Linked DNA regions of Hordeum vulgare: region 1 is linked to region 2. A link is a contact called in public Hi-C data. All regions are on one chromosome and are shown on one strand. Each heading gives the region's core, a stretch centred on a gene start, on an enhancer-like site or on the middle of the called end of the contact. The rest is flanking DNA. Distances are from core to core; before and after follow the strand shown. Region 1 has its middle 41 kb from the start of LOC123396363. Region 2 holds the start of LOC123395633 (zealexin A1 synthase-like).

The links. Hi-C and Micro-C count contacts between places; a contact is called where the count stands out from the background.
Region 1: a Hi-C map of seedling shows a contact between it and region 2, with 4 times the contacts expected there. The contact joins the enhancer-like site here to the promoter of LOC123395633 in region 2. A contact is called at or near these places in 3 of 6 Hi-C or Micro-C datasets (leaf and seedling) and 1 of 1 datasets of contacts at active chromatin or transcription factors (embryo).

What each region holds. Positions count from the first base shown.
Region 1 is chr5H:41,782,778-41,786,613 of MorexV3_pseudomolecules_assembly, reverse strand. No RefSeq gene overlaps it. Among protein-coding and RNA genes, the nearest start is that of LOC123396363, 41 kb to the left of the region's middle. Within about 2 kb of position 1,698, at least 3 of the 3 cell types and tissues checked have open chromatin away from gene starts, as enhancers often do. A contact at or near this core is called in leaf and seedling, where this site is marked.
Region 2 is chr5H:41,632,061-41,635,629 of MorexV3_pseudomolecules_assembly, reverse strand. It overlaps LOC123395633 (zealexin A1 synthase-like), which reads left to right and starts at 1,740. Exons shown (of 2, transcript XM_045090659.1): 1 at 1,740-2,679; 2 at 3,119-3,569. The coding sequence starts at 1,792.

The DNA of each region.
Region 1 (3,836 bases), core at 449-2,948, 150 kb before region 2:
GATGGGAGCGTCTAGCCACTATGCAGCCTCCGCCCGCGGGAACGAGAGCCGGCAAGGACGAGCTCCTACAGGGGTGTCCATGTTCGCGTGACGGGCGTTGCGGGGACGAGCTCCTACGGGGATGGGTGTCGGTGTCAAAACTAGTTGATCTCGAGTAGGGGGTACGAACTGTGGATCTAGGGTCGATGGGTAAAAAGAGACGTAGAAGATGGTGTTTTACCCAGGTCCGGGCCCTTTTGATGGAGGTAAAACCCTACGTCTTGTTCTTATTGGTATTGATGGAGTAGTGCAAAGTGCAAAGTTGATCTAGTTTGAGATCGGATGTTATGGTCTAAACCCTAATCACAATGAGCTAAATGTGTCCTACAAGCTATGCCCCCTTGGCTTATATAGATACCAGGGATGCTAGGGTTACACAAAGTTGGTTACAATAGGGAAGGAATATGCCGATCACTACGTCGCCTTGAATTGTACGCCAAGTGTTCTCAAGAGTCTATCTAGATTCCGATACTTCTAATGGCGGTCGAACAGGCCCAGGGGTCCGGCCCATGAGAGTAGGAAGACGGATCGAGGACCCTCTAATCCCGGATTACCTCAATGGGTGCCTCCGACCACTTGCCCTCACGGGGATCTAGCTGAGCGACACCTGCCTTCATGCAGATTTTCTCGAGTGAGCGCTGTCGCGCCGCCATAGGCCACCGGAAGGAGCGTCCCGCGGCTCTTCCTCGGCTGGCTCGTGGGGGTGGGTTGGCTGGTGGGCGAGGGTGGGAAGAGAAAAGAAGGATATACTCTCTCTATTCCTAAATATAAATCATTTTAAATGTTTCACTAGAGGACTACATATAGATGTATATATAGACATATACTTTAAAGTATAGATTTGCTTACTTTATTTCATATGTAATCCTCTAATAAAATCTTTAAAAGACTTATATTTATAATCGGAGGGAGTAGATGGGATGTGAAAGGTGGATGAGAGATGAGCCAGTCTCGACACAAACGAACGAGGAGGACCCAAAAAACGTTCGGTTTATGTTTGTTTCGCTTTAAATTTGATCCAAATTTAAGATGAAATGGATCACAACGGACATAAATGGGACGGAGAATGAAAATGAGTGCTTGTACTGGGCACTGTTTTTTATTTGCGCGAACATAGACTGACGCTGCCGGACCAAATGTGTTGGTGCGTGGGAGTTGTTATTAGCCCGGTTCAAAATTCCATCGGCACGGTATCTATTGACGATTTTTCACCCTATATCTACGGAGGGTTTCTGTATGCGGGTACAGGCCACAGGGCCGCTGCCACGGCAGGGAGTCCGTATCGCCGCAGGCAGGATACCGGCCGCCGGACTCCTCGCCGTCGCGTCCACCGTCCACGGCCCGGCGACCGAGAAAGCCGCACCATATCATCTCGGCTTTGGCTCTTCTCTCCTCTCCCCCGTGATCCCGTCTGCACCGTTGCCTGCACAGCTGCACTGCATGCATGGCTGTGTGATGCATGGTGATGGTGATTGGCACGCAGATGCACAGCATGGAACTGGACCCCATGCAGCAGATTCGATGCATGCAGCTGAAGCATACATGTCTTGGCTCGTTCGGCTGATGGGGTGGAAAACCCGACGGCCCCCGCCTCCGCCCCCGCGCCGGACGTGACTGATTGCGACCGCGGTGGTCGTTTCGGTTCATGGCCGCTGATGATCGGCTTGCTGCTCCGGGGCCCAGCTCAGAGCTGCCGCCGATCGGTGCCTCGACTCGGGCTGCTCCGTGAGTAGATACTTCCTCCGTCCGGTCCAGCAAAGAGTGTACATTTTGCTTTAAAATTTGTATACAGTTATCTTTTCAATGCATTTTGAAATAACAAAATAACAGTTCAGTAATGGCAAAGAGAAAAAAGAAGAACAAAGAGAAATGACCGGGCCTCCCACGCGGTTGGACCGTCCCACCTGGGCTCTCCCTTACACAAGGCTTGCCCTGTGCTTGCTTAAAGCTATGCCTGTATATAGCTCGGGCCGGTTAAAACAAACCCGATGCTAAAATCCCAGGCCTGAGGCTGGCCCGGCCCATCATTGGGCCTAAATATGGGGCCCAAACCCGGTCTGACCCCAAACAAGCCTGACAAGGCACGACCGGCCTGCTCTGAATGTGGCTTAAATTTGTTTTGGCATACACCCGATCCCAACCTGAACAGAACGTCGGGCTGAACTTCACGACTCGAGCCTGACCCGATGGCAAAAATAGGCCCAGCCCAACCCAGAATCTTTGGGCCGGGGCGGATCAGGCCGTTCAGGCCGAGCTATTTATGGCCGAGTATACTTATAGCACCCACCGCTTCGCGTAGGTTAGGCTCGGCCAGTGGTTTTTGGTTTAAGGTTCTAGAACCTTTCCAAACCTGGTTTTTTCTATGTTTTTCTTTTTCCTTTCCCAAATCACAAACATTTTCTGAGATCTTGGAAAGTTTTCTCAAATTGGCTAACAAATTCTCAAATCCATCAACGTCTTTCAAAATTATTTTTTTGTTCTTTGAATTATAACCTTTTCATAAAAAAAATTATTTATAAAGTTGAAATTTTTTCATCATATTCAAAAATCTTTGTTAAATTCGAAATATGATTTTGAATCCAAATTTTCCCATCTTATTCAAAAAAAATCGTCAAATTCAGAATCTGTTCTTGAAATCAAACTTTGTTCATCTAGTTCAAAAAAAATGTTCGTCGATTTTAACATTTGTTCGTCAATTTTGAAAAAGTTCATTTAATTTAATTGTTTTTCACGAGATATATAAAGTGTTCATAAAATATTAATTTTTTCTTCCTCTCAGAAACTTTCCATCGAAAATTTAAAATATGTTCATGCTTTCAGAAAACGTGAAGTTGAATTCGTGAGAATATTTTGAATTTCTTTTTTTTTTGCAAATCCCAAAATTTTTAAAGAAGCGAAAGACAAAATAAAGGAAACCAAATAAATATAAACGAAAAAACTGGGGAGCCCCGTCCCGCACCTGGCCCGACTGCCTTCTTATCCGTCGCGCAGGCTGTTGTATAGAGCATTTACTATTTGGAGCTGCAGTGTTGGTTAGCGTCCATATTGTTAACAGGCGCTTGCAGCGTTCGTAATTGGACCTGTCATATATATTCAACTGGAAGGCAGCTTTCTCCAGTTTTGTGAAGCCTCTAAAAGCTTTCTACCGTTCTTTTGTTTAGGTTTTTTAAGGACTGGCTTTTGTTCGTTTTTATATTTTTCTTTTTGTTTGTTTCTTTTCTTTACTCTTTGACCTTTTCTTTTCCATTTCCTTTTTATTTTTTAGAAAAAGCACAACTATTTTAAAATTGGATCAACCATTTTTCAAACAATAAACTTTTTTCAAAAATTCATTGAACTTTTCTGCATATCGATGAACTTCTTTTGTATTTCGATGAACTTTTGAAAAATTGATGCTTTTTCCTCTGAAAATTCAGAATATTTTCCAAAATTGATGAACTTTTTAAAGATTTGTGAGCGTTTCCCAGTTCAATGAACTTTTTGAATTATCCATGAGCATTTTTTAAAATTTATGAACTTTTCTCTGAAAATTGATGAACCTATTCTGAATCGATGAACTTTTTAAAGGTTTGTGAACATTTTTTAATTCAATGAACTTTTTTGAATTTCAATGAAAATTTGAAAATGGGATAATTATTTTTGAATTTTTCTATTTTTTTACTTGGTTTCTTTTTTCGGGTTTTGTGAACTTTTTAAACCCACAAAGATTTCTTAATAAACTCATGATTTTTTTATTTCAAGAAAATATTGAAAATCGTAAATACAGTTCTTAATGGGCAGGACGCCCTTCTCGGAAT
Region 2 (3,569 bases), core at 491-2,990:
ACAACGATGCCATGGGCTGGTAACGACGTCCTAGACGCCGCCATCGTCCGCCATGACCGAGGTCGGCGCGGTTTTCACCGGAAGTCGCGACCCCCCGATCTCGTGGCTGGATGGAACCGAGGGAGGCACGTCATGTAGACGAAGACCGCCGTCGGCATGCCGGCAGGGGCCTCCAGCCGCCCCACACCGATCCTCCTCGCGCCACCGGCCAAAGAAGTCCAAGCCGTGACGGATCTGGGCAGGAAACGCCAGATCCGCAGTCCCTCGATGACCACCCTTGCGCGCAGCCGCTGCTCTCGCCGGATGGAGCGCCTCCGCCGCCATCGAACCTGACCACGGCCGGCCATGGGGCCACGAACGCCGCCGCACATCAGGTCCGCCGCCCTGACCGCCGCCCCTGTCTTCCCCGCGCGCGACTGCCCCTCCGCCTCGCTGGGGCTCCGCGGCACCACCTCCATGAAGTTGTTGTAGAAGTACTTGTCGTTTGAAGGCACCACCTCCATGAAGTTGTTGTAGAAGTACTTGTCGTTTGAATCCACCACATTAGCTTCAAAGTATCAAAGCAAGGAAAAATTATCAACACTTAGACTATGACGTTTGGAAAACACTCATCGAGTGTGCTATCCGCCATGGATGGTAATGGTACCTGCTACCTGGGCGGTGGACAAACAAGGGGATATTGGGTTGGGGGGTGGCGGTGGTCGCCTAGTGCCTGGTGGAGTGGCGGAGGTCCGGCATGGACTGAACGGGCAACCGAGGTGGTACAACGACGGCGGCGGCCTGGGAAGTGTTGTGAGCATCTGTGCTAAGACTACTGTTGCACGTCAAGAAATATTCACGTTGTAGGCTAAGACTACTGTTACTCATATATACTTTGCGTTATTTTAGGCAAGTACTACTGTTTGATGTTGAAGTATTTTCAATTTGATCGAACTTATATAAAAAATCAACATTCACAATACCTAATTAATATAAATAAAAAATATAATTTTATATTTTTTTCGTTTTAAAATAAGTGTCTCAACTTTATACTAGCTATAGTATAAAATTATACTAAGCTTAAGATATTTATTTTAAGACAGAGGAAGTATTATACTCCATATATTTAATATTATGCTGTAGATGTTAATACTTTTTAATATAAAATTGATCAAAGTTTATAAAATCTAAACATTTATCTTATATGCGGAGTAGAAAAGAGAGTATAACTGTATAAGTTACGTACACATTTAAGGTTTAGGTTAGTTGGAACGCGATCAAGGTGGCCGAATCATTAGTTGGTCAAACTTTGGTTAGAGTGAAGAGATCGTTATTTCCATATCTCTTCACTCTACTGTGGCATATTTTTTCTATACTATTTAGGCCCTGTTTTTTTAAAACGTCCTAAGACTTTTTTTAGTCCCAACTAAAAAGTCTCTAGTCCCTATTCATTTCTTTTCAAGGACTAAACATGGACTAGAGGTCATTAAATGACATGCAAAAAGACTATGTTACCTTTAGTAATATATTATAGGTTATTAAATGACATGCTAAAAGTGGGGGCACTGTTGGGAAAAGTGTCAAAAAAGTCTCAAAAAGTTCCTCCCACAGAAACTTTTTCCTTTAGTCTCAAATACCGTCTTTAGTCCCTAAAAGTCTTTCATGTTTCTTTCACATGAGATTAAAAGAGAACATGAGATTAAAAGAGACTTTTTTAGTCCCTACACAAAAAGAAACACCCCTTATATCCATGTGCATGCTGGGGCCTGCCGTGCCTTCATCAGCTACAGCTCAGTGGACTCCTGGAGCAAAATGGACTTCACAACGCCGCTACTCTTCCTCTGCTTCGTCCTCCTCTTCAAGCTCATCATCGGCCGCTACACATCACCGACCCACGGGCAGCAGCTGCCCCCGGGCCCATGGAAGCTGCCGCTCGTCGGCAGCCTGCACCACCTCCTGCTGTCGCGCTCTGGGGGCCTGCCCCACCGGGCCATGCGCGACCTCTCCCGCGCCCACGGCCCGCTCATGCTCCTCCGGCTCGGCGCCGTGCCCACGCTCGTCGTCTCCTCCGCCGAGGCCGCCAGGGAGGTGATGAGGACCCACGACGCCGCCTTCGCCAGCCGCCACCTCAGCGCCACGCTCGGCATCATCACCTGCGGCGGCAAGGGCATCCTCTTCTCCCCCTACGACGACCGCTGGCGCGAGCTCCGCAGGGTCTGCGTGCACGAGCTCTTCAGCCAGCGCCGCGTGCTCTCCTTCCGCCCCGCCCGGGAGGACGAGGTCGCGCGCCTACTGCGCGCCGTCTCCGACGGGTGCCGCGATGGCCAAGCCGTCAACCTCAGTGAAGAGGTGTGCCGCATGACCAACGACACCGTGGTTCGCGCGGCCATCGGCGGGAGGTGCCACCACCGCGACGAGTTCTTGCGCGAGCTCGACGAGGCCGTGCGCCTCACCGGCGGCATCAACCTCGCCGACCTGTACCCATCGTCGCGGCTCGTGCGCAGGCTCAGCGTCGCTGCGCGGGACATGGGCAGGTGCCAGAAGAACATCTACCGCATCGTGCAGAGCATCATAAGAGAACGCGCCGGCTCGCCGGCGCCTGAGAGAGATGAGGACCTGCTCGGCGTCCTCCTCAGGCTGCAGAAGGACGGCGGCCTGCAGTTTGAGCTCACCACCGAGATCGTCACAGCCGTCATTCTGGTAACATATTATGATCATTCCTCTCAACCATCCTTTATACTAGTATATAGTACTGTTTTGAAAATTCTGTACTACATCAGTTGATGATCAGTGTGTTAATTAGATTTGATACAGATCGGTGACTCTACTATTTGTCCCATTCCAAAATAATTAAAGTTCTGAATTTGTCACATGTCAAACTAGTGTAAGTTTGGAAAACATATTAACATCCACAACACCAAATTAGTCTATTCAGATATTTTATGAAATATATTGCCTTAAGAGATATGTATTTAGTGTTCTAGATCTTAGCACAAATTTCTATATAATTATATAAGACAAGCTTGACTTAAGACCAACCTAGAACTTTAATTTCTTTGGGACAGAGGAGGTAATTTTTTATTTAGTTTGACAACAGTGATTGTGTGTAACAATAACATCGAATGATAAGCAACTGTAGGACATTTTTTCTGCTGGGAGCGAGACATCGTCGACAACCATGGAATGGGCCATGTCGGAGCTTATGAGAAACCCACGGGTGCTACATAAGGTGCAGTCGGAGGTGAGAGAGGCCTTCAAGGGGCAAGATAAGCTCACCGAGGAAGACGTCGTCAAGGTGAGACTGGGCTATCTCCACCTTGTGATCAAGGAGGTCCTGAGGCTGCACCCGCCGGCGCCGTTCCTGCTCCCACGGGAGTGTCGCGAGGCATGTCGGGTGATGGGCTACGACGTGCCCAAGGGCACCAAGGTGGTCGTGAACGTGTGGGCGATGGGGAGGGACGACATGTACTGGGGTGACGCGGAGGCGTTCAGGCCAGAGAGATTTGAGAACAGCGCCGTCGACTTCAAGGGCACCGACTTCGAGTTCCTCCCGTTTGGAGCTGGCCGGAGGATGTGCCCCGGCGTGTCGC